Regions from separate parts of the Mus musculus genome. Here all the other regions are linked to region 3. A link is a contact called in public Hi-C and promoter capture Hi-C data. All regions are on one chromosome and are shown on one strand. Each heading gives the region's core, a stretch centred on a gene start, on an enhancer-like site or on the middle of the called end of the contact. The rest is flanking DNA. Distances are from core to core; before and after follow the strand shown. Region 1 holds the start of Fam120b (family with sequence similarity 120, member B). Region 2 holds the start of Pdcd2 (programmed cell death 2). Region 3 holds the start of Tcp1 (t-complex protein 1). Region 4 holds the start of Cahm (colon adenocarcinoma hypermethylated RNA). Region 5 holds the start of Tbp (TATA box binding protein). Region 6 holds the start of Pacrg (PARK2 co-regulated). Region 7 holds the start of Chd1 (chromodomain helicase DNA binding protein 1).

Region 1 (2,700 bases), core at 129-2,628, 2.5 Mb after region 3:
ACCTTTTGTGGAGACTTGAGACTTGTCAATCAAGTAGCTGCCCCTGAAGGTTCCTCAGCCTGTTGTCAGGGCAACTGTAATGATTACTGCTCTATTCTAGCTACCAATGTCCAGAGAAGACTTCACGGCAACTGTAGATGCCACAGAGACTTTGTTTCAGTCAGGGGAACCATTACAATCAACCACCACCCAGCAGTTTCATGGCCTTGGGAAACTGACCATGACACCTTGAGATGGCTCTTAGATCACCCTACTCAGTGACCCCAGCCCAATGGCAGTATACAGGAGAAAGTTTTTTGTTGTGGTTGTTTGCTTTGCTTTGTTTTTCTGCAAGTTGCCCCTGTGCTGCCAATAAAATTTACTCCAAGTGGTACTGATGCCTCCTTGTAGTCTTGATCCCGGGTAGGGTAGCTTGCGTCGGTTGCATAAAGAACAGGTACAGCACCCAACAGAAACCAATAGAGGGCTGTTGTAGAGGCCATGGAGTGCTAAGACTGTGAAGGACTACGGGAGTGTTGGGAAAGTATAGCATAGAGGAGAACAGAAACTGCAAAAGATAAAACACTACTGAATGCAAGCGCCAGCTGCTCTAAAGAGTCCCAGAAAGTCACCGAGTTGCTACCTCTGGCAGCTGAGGACGCATCCTGGAGCTGTAAAGCTAAAGGCAGAGAACCCCTCTACCATAAGGCTAGCACAAGCTGTGACTCAACAGCTAAAACTGTAATCTTGAGATCCAAATGTTTCCAGCACCCCAAGTTGGGGGCTACCGACACAAAGGATGCTTTAGCTTATTGGAGATTTCCATCCAAAATACTAGACAGCCTGAATGTAGCCCACAAGGATGGCCACTTCACCCAATAAAATGACCAGCATTATTGCCTATGACAACTCTGTAAGTGGACTCTCGGCCCTTGATGCTCCTTGTCCAAGCTGTGCCGCCTTTCAGTACTGGTACTCCTAAGGGGATTCAAGACCAAACCAGGATCCTCGCAGCTTCCCATACTCTGCGTGGTTGCAAGCTGTGGTCTGTGGCATTTAAAAGGGTTTCCAGTGACTATCCGCTGCAGCCTGTGTGCGTGCATTACCGGAGCAAGGCACCCAGTGCTAGTGCAGGCTGCCACTCAGCCTGAAGACTTAGCCTATGGGACAAACACACTTTTCCCAGTCCGGCTATCCAGCGGCGTGCAGGCGTCCTAGGCTATTCCCCGGTTGCTAGGCAACGGGTTAAAGCTTCCTTCTTCCTGGGTGCCACCCACTTCGCCTCCCGCTCTAGCGCTTGCGTACTACATCCCTTTCGTCTCTTCGTCCTTTACTTCCAGTTATATAAGCACAAGCTTCACTTTGTCTAACCAGACACTTCTCCGGGCGGAAGTTCAATAACGGAAGCGGAAGTGAGCACGCCGTAGACTGTGGGTCTGAAATCTGGTTGACGCAGTCTGCGGCCACTGCTGAGCTTTGGGTAGGCCAGGCTGGGGAATCGGCCCTGGATCTCTGCTGTCGCATCTCCCTACCCCAGACTCCTTCCAGCATCAAGTCCACTATCCTCGCCGTGGCCACGCCCCTCCGCATCCTGGCTTCTCTGCGTCCTGGCTGTTCCTCCCTGGGTGGAGGGGAGAGGCAGCCATCCACTTGCAGGTGGAGCGGGGTGGAGACTCTTCCTGAGCCCAGCTGCAGGACACTGAGGACCAGCGAGGTAGACTCTCAGACTCTGGTAGCGGCTGGGGAGGGAAGAACTGGTAACTGGAAACCAGGTTGGGAGGTTGTAGGACCTTAAGTGATGGAGAGGCGAAGGGGCTGGGCCTCAGCTGTGTTGAGTTCCTCTGGGGAGGGGACCATCCGTTTGATTTCGGCCTACATATGCTCTCAGATCTTTCCACCTTAGGGACTTGCTGTTACCCACGTCCAATGTCTCTCATCATTTTCCCTATCTCCCATCCATTAGAGGATAGCTCCTGACCTCGACTGACATTAGGTTAGTGTACGAACGCCTGGCTACTTTTTTCTTTACCTGTTTTTGAAAGGCACCAGCAACTGATGCGTTATTTCTCTTGCCCCCACCTTGACTATAGCACCTCCCAGTTTAAAAAAAATATCTGTTCAGCCAGTCTTCCAGACGTTTATATCTGTGAACACCTTTGGCCCCCCCCAAAAAACTTACGTGGAGAGCATTTGAAATCATTTATTTTCCACACTCAAAGACTCTACTCTTATCTCTGAACTGGAGTCTGGATATATTTATGGAACTGATAATGAAAAGTTCACGAATCCAAGCTTTGGCTTCGGAGTCCTTGATTTCAGTGTACTGTGAATACAACACCCCTCTGTTCATAATTATAGAGCCTTTACAACTTGCTATTTATCTTATGTTGCTGCTTTGCAAGTGTTCTTGTCCCAGTTTTCCCCTCCCCATTTCCACCATCTTCAAGGTGTGCTTGGTATTTGAAAGAAAGGCCTGGTCATTGGGTAGAGCATTGTAACTTCTGTGTTGCAGATACTAAACTAATTTCATTTACTTTCTGAGTTGACTCCACCTTGGTAAGAAGGATGCATTCCACATAATGCTATCAATTGTTGCTACAGAACTTAATACCAAGTATAAATAGTTTTAATTTTATTGTTAGGCATTATTTCTCTCCATCGCTCTCTCTGGCTATAATGGGAGTCTATAAACTGTGAATTGGTTCTTGATCTCACTTAATA
Region 2 (2,700 bases), core at 49-2,548, 2.6 Mb after region 3:
GAGCTCGTGTCTCTAGCTGCATATGTAGCAGAAGATGGCCTAGTCGGCCATTACTGGGAAGAGAGGCCCCTTGGTCTTGCAAACTTTATATGCCCCAGTACAGGGGAACACCAGGGCCAAGAATCAGGAGTGGGTGGGTAAGGGAGCAGGGCTGGGGGGGGGGGGGGGGGTATAGGGAACTTTCGGGATAGCATTTGAAATGTATATAAAGAAAATATCTAATAAAAAAATAAAGCTGGTTGTGTTTTAGATTAGCGAAGTGTTCATGTTACCAGTTCCTAAAACTTTTAAAGTATGTTTTCTAATTTCAAGTTTAACCAGAAACTGGAGTACCTCAGTTGACAGAGACGGTAAGGCTAAGTTGTCTTACCTGACTGTGTACAAGCCTGCTTGTGTCCCAGCCGCCAGTCTAATGTCTGATGCTCCTTGCTGCAGTAATGTGCCTGTTTGCACCTAGAGCATGTCATAGGGGCCAAGCAACCACAAACCCGACAGAGATGGGCTCCAGACTTGAGCTGGAGGCACACACATTCCGTACCCAAAGCTTCTGTTTCAGAAGGGGGCTCATAGGAGTAGAATGCGTTGTTCCTTGGTAGCTGATTACGAAAAACTGAAATGAAGAGGAGAAAGGGGTACGTGAGATTATCTTTCCGTGAAACAAAATAATTGAAACATTTGAACCGTTTTCGGTGCTTCACCTCATAAAACCTCATTTAAGGAAAACCTAAGGTTTTTGCTTTCGGGGTGGGGGGGCGGTTTTTATATGAAAGGGAATAAAAATAAAAGCTAAAGAGCTTTTAAACCCGGGAAGAGTTCCGTCTGACAAGAGAAATTGGCTTTAAGGAGTCCGTGCCCAGGATGAAAGGGACACGATTCTAAGACAATTCCGGTACCTGAATACAACCACTCGCGCCAACCGATCGTCCTACGTCCAGGGTTCAGCCCCCGTGGCAACCCTCGCCCGGGTCCTGTCCCGGCGGCCGCTCACCTCGCAGGCCGGCGCAGCACGGCGGCTCGCGACAGCAGAAGAGAAAGAGGCTGCGGTGGAAGGCGTCGTCCCGGCCCGGCAGCGGTGCGTACACCTGCAGCAGGAAGGCGAGCGGGCGGCCGCAGCGCGCACACGCCAGCGCCCCGGGCCCCGGCAGCTCCGCCAAGCCCAACCACGCGGGCCGCCCGCCCACTTTGCTGGGAAACTGCTCGCTGCGCAGCCTCCAGGCCGGTGCCTCCTCGGCGAAGCCCAACTCCACAGGACCAGGGGCGGCTGCAGCCATGCTCGCAGCAGGACTCTGCCACCAGGCCGGAAGAGGGCGGTCACGTGTTAGGCCGGAAGGCGGGAGGCGGGGTCAGATCTCGAGCTGGGACCGGACTGGAGGTAACCCTATAGGCAGGAAGCAAAAGTGAATAAAGGACGCTGGTGAGCAAGACTACCTCCATCGAACTGTCACTGTTTCTGGGGATCCGAAGGCCGGAAGCTCTTCAGACCTCTGAGATTAGGGTGTCGGTTGTAGATCCTCAGGTTGGAGTGAGGGAAGTGGGGGCATTCTCAGCACTCGGGGACAAAAGACAAACTTTAATTAGTTCGCAGCTGTAGCCTTTCGCTATTGGGTAAGAGACTCAGCCCGGATCAGAAACATTTCATGGTTTATGCCGTTAGATATTGTCATAATCTTTGTGATTATCTTAGAGTGGTCTTTTAAAATCTCTGCTTCAAAAGAGGTTTTTCCCGGAGCTGAGCAAGTTTTACAGAAGCTGAATTTTCAGATTTTTATTATGACAGTTTCTCTAGCAAATGGAACTTGCTAAGTGGATATTGGTGGTGGTCACTTCTTAAGGGAGAACAAATGCGTGCTTCCTTTGGAAGAGAAAGGGGCAAGTAGGCTTCCCAAAGCAGAAGTTAGCAGTTTAGGTTATTCTGTTATCTCAGAACAGAGAGTTTCTTATTCTCTTATCTTAGTTTTATGAAACTGAATACATCCTAAGTAATGTCGCCAATCATAATTAATGTTGAAGTTTGCTATTTTTATCTTCTCTTTCAAAGGGAGGCTCTGTTCTCCTGTGGAAGAATTGAGGTTGGGGGCGAACCCACACAGACCCTTGAAACCTGTCCTCATGCAGTTAAAGGATGTTCAAAACTGGGGTGGAGGAGAAAGATGACCGGATACAGTTGAGGAGGAGCACTCGAAACAAACGTAAATCATAGCGCTCTGCTTCACACAGTTGGGTGCTCCCATACTCGCTGCCCTGTGTGTTGGATTTAGACAGGAAGCAAGATGTAAAGACAAAACAACAGTGGGTTTTTTGGCTAGTGTAAACAAGAATTCCTGGAAAGGAGCTGTCTACAAAGTCTGGTTAACTAATAAAACTTTTTGACTTTGAAGAGTTTAGAATCTTTAGAAATGGTACTATTTCTCTTGGGTTGTCTTTAGCCCCTTAAAGATACCTTAGTGGCCGCTTTTGTGTCAGACCTAACACCTTGATAAACAGATAAAGACTATTGGACTGTATTAACAAAATGCTATTCTCCACCAATCAAAAGGCTAACAATGCTATCAGATGGTGTCTCAGGTCTGTACTGAGATTCCTCTGTAACTACTTAATGTTTCCACAAATGCATTCATTGTTAAAATACCTTGATTTCAAATTTCCTTTTTGTTCTGTTACTATAAAAACTCCATGAAAGTGCTTCCACACTGGAACATA
Region 3 (2,700 bases), core at 62-2,561:
GGTCAGAAGAGGGTGTCAGATCCCTGGGAACTGGAATTACAGACCATTGTAAGCTGCCTGGGTCCTCAGTGAACTCAGTAAGTGCTTTAAATGAATACAAATTTTAAAATGTATTTCATAAAATGTTTCTATTAATGAACTTTTAACCTTTATTCCCCCCATTAAAAAATCATTAAGGCTCAAACTTTACCCTAATGTGCACGCTAATAACTAATTCTACTTAGCACTCTATTCTGTAACAGCTTACACACACACACCTTTACTTACTGAACAGGTAGGTACACAGGCCTGTCAGTTCCAGACACTCAATCCCAGCCTCCTAGCCTCCTTTGCTAGAATAGCCTTCATGGCAAATGATTTCGCGGCTTCCTGTCCTTTAGATCTCAGCTTTTTGACATGTCACCTTCAGAGAGGCCTCAGGACATAGCCGCTTATTCTCAAATTACCGTTTAAGTTTTCTTCAAGGCAACTAACTAGTTGCTTGCTCCAAGGTCGCTTTCTACCCACATGTCATCTTCCTGACACATCCCGAGGCTTACCTGGCAGGATCAGTCAGGGGATTGGTGAAATTGGTAAGGTGCTAAGCACAGCTTAGTCAGTCACAAGCCGACTTTAATTACCTGTGCCAGAACTCACGGTTAGGCCACACGGTAGCCCAGCCCCGTTCTTTCCGAGCTACCCCTAAGAGCTCCAGATTCCGAGGGTTCCGGTTGGTGAACTCCGGGGCCACCGCTTCGTTTTCCTTACTCTCCACGTCGGGCTGCACGGCCGGCACGGAACTGGTTGAGAGGGCTGCGAACCCACACTCTAGAAAATGAAAAAGATCACATGCATCTTTCACTTTCCCACATCAGGTACAAAATCGCATTTGCAAATGCACACGTACTGTGCACAGAGCGCAGGCAAGGAGGTGGGGCGAGATTAGTTACCCAGTTTCCTGCAAACTGACAGACATTTCCAGAACCGCGGCCGAAGCGCCATGGCTGACGGGACCTGGGCAAAGTCACACAGTGCCCTATCTTCCTTTGCTCAGGGTCGTCTCGGGGAACAACTAGTCGCAGCCATGTTAACTGTGGGTAAAGCTACAAGGGCCGGCAGTACCTCGGTGTCTCAAGGACCCGGAACTAACAAGCTCCCTGGTGCTGAGTGGCCGAGTGAGCGATCGGTATCCCTGGCTCACCAATCACCGCAGACGTTGAGGCGGAGGGCGGGACACGCTAGCCGTGGCCAAGAGCCTGACTTCCGTTTTCCACTTTCGCGCCTTTCTTCTACTGTCTCTAGTTGACCCAGCGTCCCGCAGCCCCCTACTTCCGGCGTTTTCAGTTTTTCGCCCCGCCCAGCCCTCGTCTGTCAATCCCTACCGCTTTCCCGGCAGACCTTGCGGTTGGTGGAGCGTGGAGAGCGCGCAGGGCGTGTTACCCAGCAGGCCCCGCGGCATCGCTCGGGCCTTTCCACGCCGTGGTCCCCGCCGTGGTGGCCGTTAAACGGTCTCAGAGCGGAGCTATCGGTTGTCTGCGGCCGTAGTGAGCTTTGCTTCGTTTCCTGAAGATGGAGGGTCCTTTGTCCGTGTTCGGGGACCGCAGCACTGGGGAGGCGGTCCGCTCCCAGAATGGTAAGGGCGAGAGAATGGTAAGGGTCCAGCTCGCGGCGGCGCAGGCCGAAGCCCAGCCGCAGTCCGTAGGCCGGGGCTGTCCGCCGGGCCCAGTGAAGTTCCTTCAGGAGAAGCCCAGCCATCCCGGATCCGCCCTCACTAGCGGCCGGCTCGGCGCCATTGCGCCCTACCGTGTAAGGGAAGAATGTTCGAGAATGCACACGGTTGGGGGAGGCGTTCAAGATGGGTGTGGGCGTCCGTGCCCCAATACCTAGTAGAGGAGCTCCAGATAGACTTCTCCGCCACTCCCCTCTGCTCCTTTGTTGGGTTCCAAGCCGGTTGGAGCACCTCTGACATAGCCAGAAAAGAGTAGCTTTCACCGGTTCCATTGGCCCTTGAGAAGATGCTCATAGAATCTAGGTGGCTTTTGCGTTGCTTCCCTTCCCTGGTCTGGTTCTTGGATGCCCAGAATCTGCAGGTGACAGCTGCTCCCCCAGTAAAACGTAACGGAATGCAAACTGAACGTTATTAAGCGATACTTTTAGCTGCCTTTATCGTGGTTAACTTTAATACGAGTAAGCACGTGGTTTGCTGTGGTTGAATTTGTTCTTGAAAGCATTCCCTTGCAGGAACCGTGTTCTGTGTTGTGCTTTTTTTTTTTTTTTAAACAACTCTCTTAGAAATTACTACTACTTTATCCTGGTGAACTATCTAATATTCTTACTAAACTTGCCAGAGTCTGAAGAGAAAGGCTGAACTTAAAGGGTTTTTTCCCCCCTAGTGTAGTAGTAAGGAATGAACTTAAGATTGCTTATAATTTGAGGCATTAAAATCTTTGCAATCGGTGATATACCAATACTAAATAGAAAAAAGAATAGTTAACCTTCACTGGTCCTTAAGTAAGTGATTCCCCCCCCCCCCCACACACACACACACACACACACACAGGGTTTCACTGTATAGCTGTGGCTGTCCTGGAAGCAACTTTGTAGACCAGGCTGGCCTCGAACTCAGAAATCTGCCTGCCTCTGCCTCCCGAGTGCTGGGATTAAAGGCGTGCGCCGCCACACCCGGCTTGATTTTTTTTTTTTTAAATAGTAATTACAGAC
Region 4 (2,700 bases), core at 89-2,588, 2.6 Mb before region 3:
CCGCGCGCTCCCGGGTCCGCCCTCGGGCCTGGCCCGGCCCCGGCCGGGCCGCGAGCCGCCCGCGCCGCCTTTGTGCGCCCGCCCGCCCGCCCGCCTGACCTTCCCGCCGCCCCGCCATCCCGGGCCGCCGCGCCGGGGCCGGGCGCCTCACCTTCGTCCAGCAGCCGCTCGAGGTGGTTGAAGATCCCGCAGAAGTTGGGCAGGCTGCTCATGAGCTTCTTGTCGTTCATCAGCTGCATCAAATAATCTGGGGTGGGCTTCGGCTTCTCCTTCGTTTCCATTTCCCCGACCATATTCCAGGCTCCGCAGCTCACTCCGCCCGCCGCCGCCGCCGCCGGAGGAGAGGAGGGAGGGGCGGGGGCGAGCTCCGGCCGCCGGCCGCTCGGGACGCGGCGTCCCGCTCCGCGCCGGCTCCCGCTCCGGCTCCCGCGCCGAGCCCCGGGGCGGCCGGCTCCGCGCGCCCGCCCGCCCCCCGCAGGCACTTTCGCCCGGCCCGACGCGCCGCGGCCGCCGCTCCTCGGCCGCCCGGCGCGGCTCCCCTCGCGAGGCCGGCGGCAGAGGCGGGTCTCGGGCCGAGCGCGGCGCGGGGCCGCTGCGCCGCGAGGAGCCGGGGGGCCGCTCGTCGGCCGGTCGCGCCGCCTGCGCCGGAGCTCGCGAGTCTGCGGTGCTGTCCGCCGCGGCGCTCCGCGTTACCGCCGCCGCCGCCGCCGCCGCGCTCCGACTGCGCTCCTCCTCTTCCTCCGCGGCTCTCCTCCTCCTCACTCACTTGGCGGCGGAGTTCGCCTCAGTTCAGGCGGCGCCGCCGCCCCTGGCCGCTCGGGCGGGACGGCCGGCGCAGGGCCGGGCCGCGGCGGGGAGGACGCGCGCCGGTGGCCGCCCGCGCGGGGCCGGGGTCGCGGCTGAGGGGGACGCGGGCGGCGGCGCTGGCTCGTCGGCGCGCTGTTGCTGAGGCGGCGGGCGCGGTCGGGTGCGGCGGCTGAGAGGAATCCCGGCGGGACTCTCCGCGACGCGCTGCGCTCGCCGCCGCCCGGGCCTCGCGTCCGCGCGCGTTACTATAGTTTGGGTTTTTTTTTTTTTTCTTAAACCTCTTCGTCCACCTTCCTCGCTACCCCCTCAAAAAAAAAAAAATTTTTTTTTTTTAAACGTCCTGTTGCTTCACTGGGGACTCTCGGGTGGGCGTCACGTGTCCAGACACGTAGCCGAGAGGCTGAGAGCGCGTGCGCGCGTCGAGGACTGTGACCACGCCCCTTCCGAGGGTCGCTCCGCCCCACCTGGCGGAGAGCGCGCCGTGGGGGCGGGGGGTGGGGGGGAAGCGGGCCTGGAGCGCGCCTGCGTGGGGGTGGAGCGGGACGAAGATGGCCTGCGGACGGAGGAGCGGGACCGAACCGTTCTGGCGCGGCGCCCACCTCGCGGGGCGGGAAACCCGGCCGTCGGATCGCTTGGGGTGCGAGGTGGCGGCGGACTGAGTTGGCGTGGGCGCCCACACCGCAAGTGTCTCCGGCGGTAGGGACTCCAGTGAGGTTTCCCCTGGAGCCAGCGCCACGCGTGACGGGCCTCGCGTTGCCGTGGGCTGCGAGGCGGCCCCGGACCGTGGGCGGAGACGGCACACGCGTGCGCACCCACGGGCGTGCGGGCGGGCTCTGTTCCATGCGGCGTGACGCGCGGTTCCGTTAATCCTCACCGCAGGTTCCAGTCCCTGGTGGCGGAGGCGCTGGCTCCTCAGCGGTGCGGCCCCCGCACAAGGGAGCCTGTGTGAGGAGTACATATTCGGGGAAAAAACGAAGTGGCCAACGCCTATTTTTACCTACTTGACAAAAATAAATAAATAAATGACAGGCAGAGGGCCAGGACAGGGGCTTTCTATGGCGTGTAGAGGAAGTTCTGCCGGTTACATTTGTTTCGGAAACAATGTTCCGAATTGCAGCAATGAAGTCCTGCGATTTATAGAAGCTGTCGGTCATTAAATCTGCATCATCCCTGTTTTGTTGCAAGTTCTCTATAACATGCTCCATTAAAATGTAGACAAGATTGTCAAATTAACCATTTTGAGAGTTGGCCCTGGCTATAATTTTCTGGGAATCATCTCACTGTATTTTAAATGTGTACGTAAGCAGGCTAGTTGGATTGCTTTTTTTGTTGTTGTTGTTTTAAACTTTGATTTACGCGATTTCTAAAGAGCATTTTCGAAGTTTGTGTGGTACCAACGGTATTTAAAGCAATTTTACTCTTTTCCTGGCCAGTAGCTTCTGATTATTTTATTTAAAGACTACAGTTTGGGTTGGTTTGGGTTTTGGTTTTCTAGTTGTCCATTAAACTACGTTTTTTAGAGCAAATGATGAACAAAGTTAACATGTAATTGAAATAATTTTAATTTTCCAACAATGGCTATAGTAGTTCTTAGTACTATAGATAATCCCTTAATTATCTCTAAACAATAAATTAGTGAAAGCATGGAATAATTTGATCAAAAAGCTGTTACTACATTTTCTAAATCTTTCTTCAGAATCTAGAAAAAAACGAGGTTTCTTTCTTGTATATTATTAAAAAATATTTTGTCACTGAATTATTATACATTGTCTGTGTTTGTGCAAGAGAAGTCCCCTTTGTAAGTTGGTCACACTTATAGGCCCTTTGGTAACTGCTCTCCCTCTATAGCTCAATCAGAGCAGTCCTGTACCTTAGGCAATCCTGGCAGCCCCA
Region 5 (2,700 bases), core at 67-2,566, 2.6 Mb after region 3:
GCGTTTGAGACGGGTTAGTAGTTCATGCTGCATTCAAGGCCAATCAGGACGCATGTCAACTGTGTGGTGTACGCAGCCACGAGACCCAGGAAGCAATACCAGATTTCTTTAGCCAGAATATGATGGTTAATATTGTTAATTTCACAGAACTTAGCATCATGTAGGTAAAACCCATGGATGCGTCTATGCGGGTGTTTCAAGGTTTAATTGAGGAGCGAAGACCCAACTAAAATATAAGCGGCGCCACCTCATTGCCTGGATTTCCCGACTAAATAAAGAAGAAGCGAACTAACATTTATCTATTTATGTTTCTGGTCTGTGGATGCAATCCAGTTGGCATGCTTCCCCCTGGGTTGTATCTCCTCAAACAGTAAGACAACATAAAACCCGCTTCCCTTATATTGCCTCTTGACAAGCCTTTGTTAAGTTTTCTCAATTCCCCAGTCTTCTGAGGTTTCCTGTACTTTCAAGAGAAAATGTTTCCTTTAGGGGAAAATAGATACACAGTACTATTGTACTTATTAGAGTCTGTGTAAATAGACAACCTATACAACACCTACACACATAACACACAGATACTGTCCATCACACACACAGACACACACACAGAGAGAAAGAGAGAGAGAGAGAGCGCTAACCTTAACCTAAAGGAGCTCATTACCTCGTTGATAATGCAAAATACAAGGGAAAGGAAGTACGCAGAACAACACATGTATATGCCTTAGATGAACTTCAGAAGGAAAAAAAAATTAAGATATGTTGGAATCAATCAAGCATTATGAAGCAGCCTAAGAAACAGCTGACGTTTTCTTGTGGCAGCAAGGAAGAGAGCTGGTAGTGACCGAGCTAAAAATAGAAATGAATCTGTGACTACAAAGTCGCTTGTTTTGTTGTTCTTCCTTGAACGTAAGTTAACATCTACTGAGAACATGATGAGGAGCGTTTGCTTGACATTTTCCTTAGCCACCTCACAAATCTCAAAGGGGAGGAGCCAGTAAGCTTGCCAAGCAATCTCTGGAGTTCGAAGCCAGCCAGTTCTACAGAGTGAGTCCCAAGAAAGTCGGGGCTACACAGAGAAACTCTTTCTCACAAAAACAAATCATGGAAGACTGAGGATGTAGTTCAGTGGTAGAACGCTTGCTTGGGCTTGATCGCCATTGCCACATCCCCAACTGTTTCCGCTACACACTCAATAGATCTCTCTTTGACAGCTAGAAAGGGCCGTCGGAGGCCCCGCCCCGGAACTGCTGGTACCCGGCCCGCTCGTTTCCTTCCCAGTGTCTCACAGCTTAAGCACAACAAATCGGACTGCAGTCAAGAGCGCAACTGGCGGAAGTGACGGCATCAGATGTGCGTCAGGCGTTCGGTGGATCGAGTCCGGTAGCGGTGGCGGGTATCTGCTGGCGGTTTGGCTAGGTTTCTGCGGTCGCGTCATTTTCTCCGCAGTGCCCAGGTAACGGTCCTTTCATCCTTTTCTCTGCTTGGAGGCCTTAATAAAGGCGACTTCTGCAGCGGGTCCCCGGAGTTTGCCGGAGGAGACGCGAGTGGGCGCGCGGCCGGGCTGGGAACGGTCCTCCGCGCGCGCTGCGGCGGCTCCGCGAGTAACCAGTCTCTGGACCATCGCCTCGGCGGGGTCCTGAAACCCAGTACCAAGGGTGAGCGTCTCCGAGGGGCTGGCACCGGACAGCCCCGCGCACCGCACGTCTCAGCCGCTTCCCCCGGTGGGAGAGTTTTACCCAGGCCTGCAGCCGCCCGTTTTGTCCCCAGTAAGAATAATTCTGTTAGGAAGCGGTTCTCGAGACTCAGCATCTCGCCAGAAGCCTGAGAGTCAAGCTAATCGAGATTAACATAAAAACGCATGCTGCTTTATTTACACACTGTCGGTCTTTAGCCTCAAGTTAAGGTGGTTTTCCAAAACTCCGGGTAGGCTTCTCTGGAAAAAGATGCCGGACCGGTTAGGCAGACGCTTGAAGACTGTGCGGAATCGGTTTCCCAAATACTCAGTTTGATGGCTCAGTTTCCAAAAGATGAAAACCCAGAAAACAGCCTAAAAATAAGTTTGTGCAGCGATTATTGCGATTTTAAGATTGCAGACGAGAAAAGGTGGTTTATATCGTCTGCAGGTGTGAAATGACTTCTGCGAAGCGTACAACAAATTCCCCAGTCTATATAATCAAGCGTTCAGTAAACTTCGTTTGCAGAAAGAGATCTGGATAAATAACTGGTTATACTTTGGACATGAAATCCAACTTTTTTTTTTTTCCTCAACCAAAGCAGTGATTGAAATTGAATTTTCAGTCTTCAATTTTCTCAGATTTATCTGCTCTTTGACACAGGAGATACTCAAACTGCACCTTAAAATCCTTAACTGTTTCCATTGCCTGTGTAATGACATCTTACATTCTGAATTATGCAACCCCACCTACAGCTGCTTTGTCATCTTTTGTAGTGACTTTACATACTGAGCCTGTCACACACTGCATGCTCTTCCAAGGCTTTGTCCCCCCCTTTCCCTTCTGTGATTTGTGCTGCACCTAGAGTGCTGATTTGTGTTGTTTTGTTCCTTTTGCTCCTTTTGCTAGACCTGTGTTACATTGCCCCTGCTTTGTGCGAGTTCCGGCCTCTCAGAAGGTACTTGACTTTAGTTATGTCTTTCTTAACTTTTTAAAAGATTTACATATGTGAATGTTTTGCTTATCT
Region 6 (2,700 bases), core at 81-2,580, 2.1 Mb before region 3:
AACGAAGAACACTATTAAGCTAATATATTGAATTGCTGTATAATAAGATCCTCTCAGGGTGTAAATTGTACAAAATTGAAAACTACATTTAGTATTAAATCTCTCACACTCCTAAACAGGTGCCCACTCAGTAGACAAACATGGTTTAGCATACCAAATCATATGGTATTTAATAAACAAGAAGATTGAAAAGCAGTATTAGGCATATAGCTAAACCGTTTGTGTGCCTTTGAATATTTTCCCCTATTCGTGTTAAGAATATTTTATTTGTATTATCACAACTCATAAAAATGAAATAGGGCTTGTATTATTAGAGACACTTGAAATAGAGCTTATATTGTTTAAAATGTATTTAAAAGGCCTATCAGGAACCAGTCTTCACATAAGTAATTTTTGAATACTTTAACAGGTTAATACCTTTTTTTTTGTCAGAATGTTGCTGAGTAAATGCTAAGGCATTCTAAAATGTCCCAGATGAGATAAATTAGTATATATTACTGATGAGTTTATGTGTCTCATACTGGTTCGTGTTAAATTTTGAAAGCCTATGACTTCTAAGAGCATTCACTCCAGAAGGTCTTGTACTGAGTGGACTAAGTTTACAATAAAGATAAGGATTTTTTTCCCCCTTACCAGTGAAACAGCTTAAGTGTAATTTGGGGTAGTGGAGAAAGCACACTTGCTCAAGAAGGTGCTTATACGCTAACTCAGTACATCGCCTGCCCCAAAGGTTCTTTAACCACCTAGCCTACATCTCTGCACACTGTCGGGCAGAGTCTGCTACTGACCGAGTCATTGCCAGTTCTGGTAAACAGTACCAGGACCCAGGGCTTGTCATCCTCTACAACCACATGTCCCCTGATTCGGAGCAAGTGCGTTCAATCGAGGAAGATCACTTACGACTGAGTTTTTCATCATGGCTTTGACTGTGAAGCCCTCAGAAACCAGGGAACGAGGCTGGTGCACCTGGAACGTCTGTTGTGGCAGCAGTTTAGTCCTCTTCGGCATCTTGTCTGGGCATTTGTTTAAGGTCAGGGTCTCTTTTTCTACCACATTCTTCCTAGAAAACGTCTTGTTCTTATCAGAGGTGTGGAAGAAAAACCAGTGGCTTTTACAGAAGTGAGCAGGGGGTCGGGAAAACACTCTAAAAGGCTCTAGTGGTAGAAATTCAACCCCTCGTGCTGCCCAGGGAGATCCAGATGTTTGGCAGCACCAAGGTGGAGGGAGTTTAGGGGAGGAGAGGGGCGGGAAGAGGGCTGGGATCCGAGGCTAGAGTCTCTAAGAGCTTCCAAAGGTGTAAGCCTCCCGGTTGCTAAGCGATTAGTCAACATTAGGAGACGCTAGTCCCGCCCCTCCGTGACGAGCGTTTCCGGAAAAGGTTACCAGCGAAGACAGTTGCAGCTGCCGGAGGCGAATCTTACGGGTTAAAACTACGCCTCCCAGCAGGCTTCGCGCTAGGGGCGGGTGGTTGCGCGTGCGCACTGCGCCCGCCTGGCTCGCGAGGGGAAGGGGGAGGAGGCCTGGATGACTAAACCTGACAGAAACGCTGGTGGGAGGCTCGGGCGGGCGCCAGTGCCCGCGTAGGTCCTTCTCGACCCGCAGCCACCACCCGCCCGGTGACCATGATAGGTACGTGGGTGCCTGCCAGGTACAATCTCTCCGCGCCGCCCCGCGTCCGTGTGTGGCACCACGTCACACCCCACGGGTCCGAGTGGGATCCTCGGGGGCCGACCCGAGCCACCTGTCAGTGTCACGGCGGAGGCGTGCGTGCCGCGCTCCGTCCGCTCTGTGGGCTTCCTCGGCCCGCCCCCCCCCCCCCCCCCGCCCATAGCCTGGTCCGGTGTGTGCTAGAGCATTAGGTATGAGTTTCCAACCTGCCTTAGCCAAGGTTAGCTCGCTGAAGACTGTATCCCCACGGACACCCGCGTGCTCCACTGCGACCCCCGACGGCGGGGCTCGCCCTGCCGCTCCACGGGGTGACCAGCCCAGGTCTGTTTCGGTCAAGCTGTCCTTCACTTCAGGGCGAGTTCACACACCCTAGGACTTAAAGAAAATCTCAGGAAAGCATCTGCCTCGTGGAGATCGCACCTCAGTTCTGTCTTTTTAAATGTGTCCTCGGAGATCTGAGACGAAAGACTAGCCGAGTAGATAACTGCAAAGATGGCTTTTTCCCCCACTACAGTTTGTGACTGGGTGCAGTTTGACCAGTGCAGCTTTGGAAGTGGCCACTAGGGTTGTTCTAAGCAGTGTGAAGTAGGCAGATTGGAAAGGACCTCCCTGACAGAGATGTTATATGTGAAGCCACGTTTTGGGTTCTCCTCCGGGATAAGTAGAAATAAATGCATAATTTAGCGCACATTCCCGTTTGGAGGTTTCGTTACTGTAGACTCGCCGCCCCCATCCAAGTGATGTTCTGAAGATGTAGTGAACTTGTTTGTGATATATGCCTGACAGGTATCGCACTAAGCACATCTGAAGTCGGTCTATTTGAGATGTGTCTAGAAGATGGATGAGAGGTGCATTTATGAAGTAAATGCGTTACACGGTGAAAGTAGCCGAGTCTGTTTTAACTCATAAAAGTAATGTTACAAGTGTGCAGCCCTCCTCTCTTCCTCTTGAGAGTCATGCTAGGCAGCTAAGATGCTCCTGGAAGCAGAGGTGCACGCTCATGGTGTCTAGCTGCTTCTTCCCTCCATAGGG
Region 7 (2,700 bases), core at 62-2,561, 2.8 Mb after region 3:
CCTGGCTGTACTGGAACTCACTTTGTAGACCAGGCTGGCCTCGAACTCAGAAATCAGCCTGCCTCTGCCTCCCAAGTGCTTGGATCAAAGGTGTGCGCCACCACCGCCGGGCAAAGTTTAAATTTTCATTAGAAATTTCCCAAATAGCTTAAGAATCATTTGGAGATATTATGGCAGCCAAACTCATTTGACTTCGAAGGAGAGGTCTCTACAGAAAATGCAACTTCAAAAAGTAAGTTGAAAACTTTAAAAAGTTAGACCCACAAGGTGGGTACACCAGCAATTCCTTTACTACCACTCCGGAGGCTGAGGCAGGGAGATGGAGAAGTGGAAGACCAGCCTGGCTTTGTATACTGTCTTTAAAGAATCTTTTATTTGCAGGCCAGGTAATGAAATCAGAAAGAATTTTGATTTAAAAACAAGTAAGCAAACAAAGTTCCAAATCCTTGCAAAAACAGTCAGCCTTGTGGTGATGGCACACGCCTGCCTGTAATGCCTAAACTTCGAAGGATCACCCTGAGGCCACCCTGGGCTACATAATAAAACGCTCTTTCAAAACCAAAAAGCATAATAAAAACAAAATTGAAAACCGTACATAGATTGCTACATCACCACGCTTGAAGAGATTCTGCTTCGACATACTGAGGCCTGCGGATACAGTAATGACAGTAACTGTCAACTAAGCTGCAGCACCTTAGATCCAGTTACCAACGCCCCTCCAGTTCCGATTCCGCACGGCACCCTTCCACCCGCATTCCAGGGAGCGATCTAGGCAGGCACAGTTGTAAAAGTTCTTTTATGAACCAGGCATGGGCCACCCACACACGAATCAAGGAGCGTCCTGGGAGGTCAGCAGCTCGAACTCTATTTTCTCTCTTTCACTAAAGCCCCGCCCGGGAGGAGACTTAGTCGCTGGTCGCCCAGGCAAAGATCGCAGCGGGAGGCGACTAGGTTGCCCAATAGTTCTCTAGCTGCCCGGGTGACGCAGCAGCTCCGACCGGACTCCGGACACCCGGCGCGCGCGGCCGGCCCCCACCGCAGGCAGTCCTGGGCCCCCGCTCTGGATCCCTGCGCATCCGTGCCGTGACCAGAGCGCCCATCCCCGGGAGCCCCACGAACGCCAGGGGTAGCGCCGGTTACGAGTGCGAAGGCCGAGCCTGGGCTGGACTCGGTGGCTTTCCCCGAGGGGCGTGCACCACCTCGGCGCCCCGCCCCGCCCCGCCCCGCCCCCGCGCGTCGGCGGAAAGGCCGGGCGTGCGCGCCGCCGCCGCGCGCCGGGAAGGGGAGTGAACCGAGGCGGTGACGTCGCTCGGGAGGCGGAGGCGACAGCGACCTCGGCGGCGCCGCGCGGCGGAGACGGTTGCGCTCGATCGCGGTCTTGGCGTCATGGCGGCTGCCGGCGGCCGATAAGCGGCGGGGCGGGAGCGCGGACGGAGGAGGCGCCCTCGGTACTTCCCGCTCGGCCCGGGCGCCCGGAGATGAACTGATCGTCGGACCCGCTCCCCAGCTCCGCGCGTCTCCGCCCGCTGCCTCCCCTCCCCCTCTGCCGTCCGCGGCGCGGGTCCCGCGGCCTGGGCATCCAGGATCGCGGGCCCCCGCGCGGGGCATCCTCCGCCCGAGGCGCCGGCCCGCGCCACCCTTCGCCCTGTGCCCGCCGGTAAGGACGGGTCGGCGAGGCCGGGGAGGCCGGGAGCGGGCGAGGCCCGCGAGGCCCGGCGCGGCGCCGGGGGCGTGGGAGAGCGGCCCGGCGCATCCTCAGCGGCCTGGCGGCGCTGCCCGGCGCGCGGAGGGGACCAGCACGTGGGAGCGCGGGGCGGGTGGGGGGGAGGGGGCGGTGGCCGGGCGAGCCCGGGAGGGCGCGCGGCGGGGCTGCGGGAGCGGGAGGCGGGAAGGAGGCCGCGGCGCCCGGCTGCGGGGAGAAGGTGCAGCGGCCCCGCGCGGCGCCGCCCGGCAAACTTAGCCGGGAGCCCGGCAACTGCCAGGCGGGGAAGGAGGCTGCAGAGGGAGCCCTGGCCACTTCGGGGGCTCTTATTGTTGAGACGCGGGAGCGTCCGGAGTCCGGGCGCTCGGAGGAGAACTTAGGGCCGGACGGAGAAAGGAGGCGAGGCTGGAAAGGAAGTCCAGCGGACGGGGAAAGCCATCTTGAGGGGCGAGAGGAAGGTGAAAGGGAAAGCGCCTAGGCGAGTGAACTTTCTCAGCGCAGACTTTGCGGAGAGGAGGTGGAGGACTTCGGCCGGTTTCACCGGGGCTGGAATTAATAGTTAACGTTAGGAATTACTGTTGAGTGCTGTGGATCTTAGGTGACCTGTTCTCCCAGAGGTATGGAGACTGAGCTCTGCAGGTTGGAAATCCTGATCCAGGTGCAGAGTCGGCCCCCCGGGCGGAGGTGGCAGCAGCCTGTTTGGCCCCTCTGTTCTTTGGAGTGGAAATAATCAGTTAAGTCTCTGCTGGAGTCGGAGGACAACTCTGTTGCGTCCCGAGTGTGTCTTGGTGGTACTTTCTGGCTGGGGAAGGATCTGACGTCTCCTTCCCCCGCTTCTTCCTCTCCCTCCCCTGCCAGAGATCTCCTTTGTTTATTCGTGGTTGGCTTGTAGGTGACTCTAGTGCTCTGGCGGAAATCTTGAGAGGTGGAAATATTGTCTTGCTCCCCACCCCCGTCCCCGTCGTTTGCCTTGAAAATAAGATACAGTGTGTATTCTT

Evidence for each region. Promoter capture Hi-C pulls out the DNA fragments that hold promoters and counts their contacts. Hi-C and Micro-C count contacts between places; a contact is called where the count stands out from the background. Capture Hi-C pulls out chosen DNA fragments and counts their contacts.
Region 1: a contact with region 3 is called in a promoter capture Hi-C map of hematopoietic stem and progenitor cells. The contact joins the promoter of Fam120b here to the promoter of Tcp1 in region 3. A contact is called at or near these places in 5 of 39 promoter capture datasets (the C10 cell line, hematopoietic stem and progenitor cells, liver and 1 more), 1 of 484 Hi-C or Micro-C datasets (B cells), 1 of 115 datasets of contacts at active chromatin or transcription factors (large pre-B cells) and 2 of 9 other capture datasets (adipose tissue and liver).
Region 2: a contact with region 3 is called in a promoter capture Hi-C map of hippocampal neurons, with 9 times the contacts expected there. The contact joins the promoter of Pdcd2 here to the promoter of Tcp1 in region 3. A contact is called at or near these places in 7 of 39 promoter capture datasets (the C10 cell line, cranial neural crest, hematopoietic stem and progenitor cells and 4 more), 2 of 115 datasets of contacts at active chromatin or transcription factors (astrocytes and large pre-B cells) and 2 of 9 other capture datasets (adipose tissue and liver).
Region 4: a contact with region 3 is called in a Hi-C map of B cells, with 6 read pairs. The contact joins the promoter of Cahm here to the promoter of Tcp1 in region 3. A contact is called at or near these places in 6 of 39 promoter capture datasets (the HPC-7 cell line, cranial neural crest, erythroid cells and 3 more), 1 of 484 Hi-C or Micro-C datasets (B cells), 1 of 115 datasets of contacts at active chromatin or transcription factors (large pre-B cells) and 2 of 9 other capture datasets (adipose tissue and liver).
Region 5: a promoter capture Hi-C map of adipose tissue shows a contact between it and region 3, with 2.9 times the contacts expected there. The contact joins the promoter of Tbp here to the promoter of Tcp1 in region 3. A contact is called at or near these places in 14 of 39 promoter capture datasets (the C10 cell line, the HPC-7 cell line, HPC-7-derived erythroid cells and 9 more), 1 of 484 Hi-C or Micro-C datasets (erythroblasts), 2 of 115 datasets of contacts at active chromatin or transcription factors (astrocytes and large pre-B cells) and 2 of 9 other capture datasets (adipose tissue and liver).
Region 6: a promoter capture Hi-C map of adipose tissue shows a contact between it and region 3, with 6 times the contacts expected there. The contact joins the promoter of Pacrg here to the promoter of Tcp1 in region 3. A contact is called at or near these places in 2 of 39 promoter capture datasets (liver and pre-B cells) and 2 of 9 other capture datasets (adipose tissue and liver).
Region 7: a contact with region 3 is called in a promoter capture Hi-C map of liver, with 5 times the contacts expected there. The contact joins the promoter of Chd1 here to the promoter of Tcp1 in region 3. A contact is called at or near these places in 1 of 115 datasets of contacts at active chromatin or transcription factors (pro-B cells) and 2 of 9 other capture datasets (adipose tissue and liver).

What each region holds. Positions count from the first base shown.
Region 1 is chr17:15,394,868-15,397,567 of GRCm38.p6, forward strand. It overlaps Fam120b (family with sequence similarity 120, member B), which reads left to right and starts at 1,379. Exons shown (of 11, transcript NM_024203.3): 1 at 1,379-1,693.
Region 2 is chr17:15,526,003-15,528,702 of GRCm38.p6, forward strand. It overlaps Pdcd2 (programmed cell death 2), which reads right to left and starts at 1,299. Exons shown (of 6, transcript NM_008799.2): 1 at 989-1,299; 2 at 371-610. The coding sequence starts at 1,271.
Region 3 is chr17:12,915,018-12,917,717 of GRCm38.p6, forward strand. Tcp1 (t-complex protein 1) reads left to right here and starts at 1,312. Exons shown (of 12, transcript NM_013686.4): 1 at 1,312-1,612. The coding sequence starts at 1,549. Mrpl18 (mitochondrial ribosomal protein L18) reads right to left here and starts at 1,074. Exons shown (of 4, transcript NM_026310.3): 1 at 930-1,074; 2 at 621-807. The coding sequence starts at 981.
Region 4 is chr17:10,318,581-10,321,280 of GRCm38.p6, forward strand. Cahm (colon adenocarcinoma hypermethylated RNA) reads left to right here and starts at 1,339. Exons shown (of 1, transcript NR_037588.1): 1 at 1,339-2,561. It overlaps Qk (quaking), which reads right to left and starts at 781. Exons shown (of 8, transcript NM_001159517.1): 1 at 152-781. The coding sequence starts at 293. It overlaps Gm46608, which reads right to left. Exons shown (of 1, transcript XM_017317774.2): 1 at 1,071-2,700. The coding sequence starts at 1,765. The coding sequence ends at 1,139.
Region 5 is chr17:15,498,572-15,501,271 of GRCm38.p6, forward strand. Tbp (TATA box binding protein) reads left to right here and starts at 1,317. Exons shown (of 8, transcript NM_013684.3): 1 at 1,317-1,453.
Region 6 is chr17:10,838,861-10,841,560 of GRCm38.p6, forward strand. Pacrg (PARK2 co-regulated) reads right to left here and starts at 1,331. Exons shown (of 5, transcript NM_027032.2): 1 at 901-1,331. The coding sequence starts at 1,008. It overlaps Prkn (parkin RBR E3 ubiquitin protein ligase), which reads left to right and starts at 1,499. Exons shown (of 12, transcript NM_016694.4): 1 at 1,499-1,629. The coding sequence starts at 1,623.
Region 7 is chr17:15,703,656-15,706,355 of GRCm38.p6, forward strand. It overlaps Chd1 (chromodomain helicase DNA binding protein 1), which reads left to right and starts at 1,312. Exons shown (of 36, transcript NM_007690.3): 1 at 1,312-1,657. It overlaps 5830433I10Rik (a long non-coding RNA gene), which reads right to left and starts at 1,722. Exons shown (of 2, transcript XR_001782213.2): 1 at 659-1,722.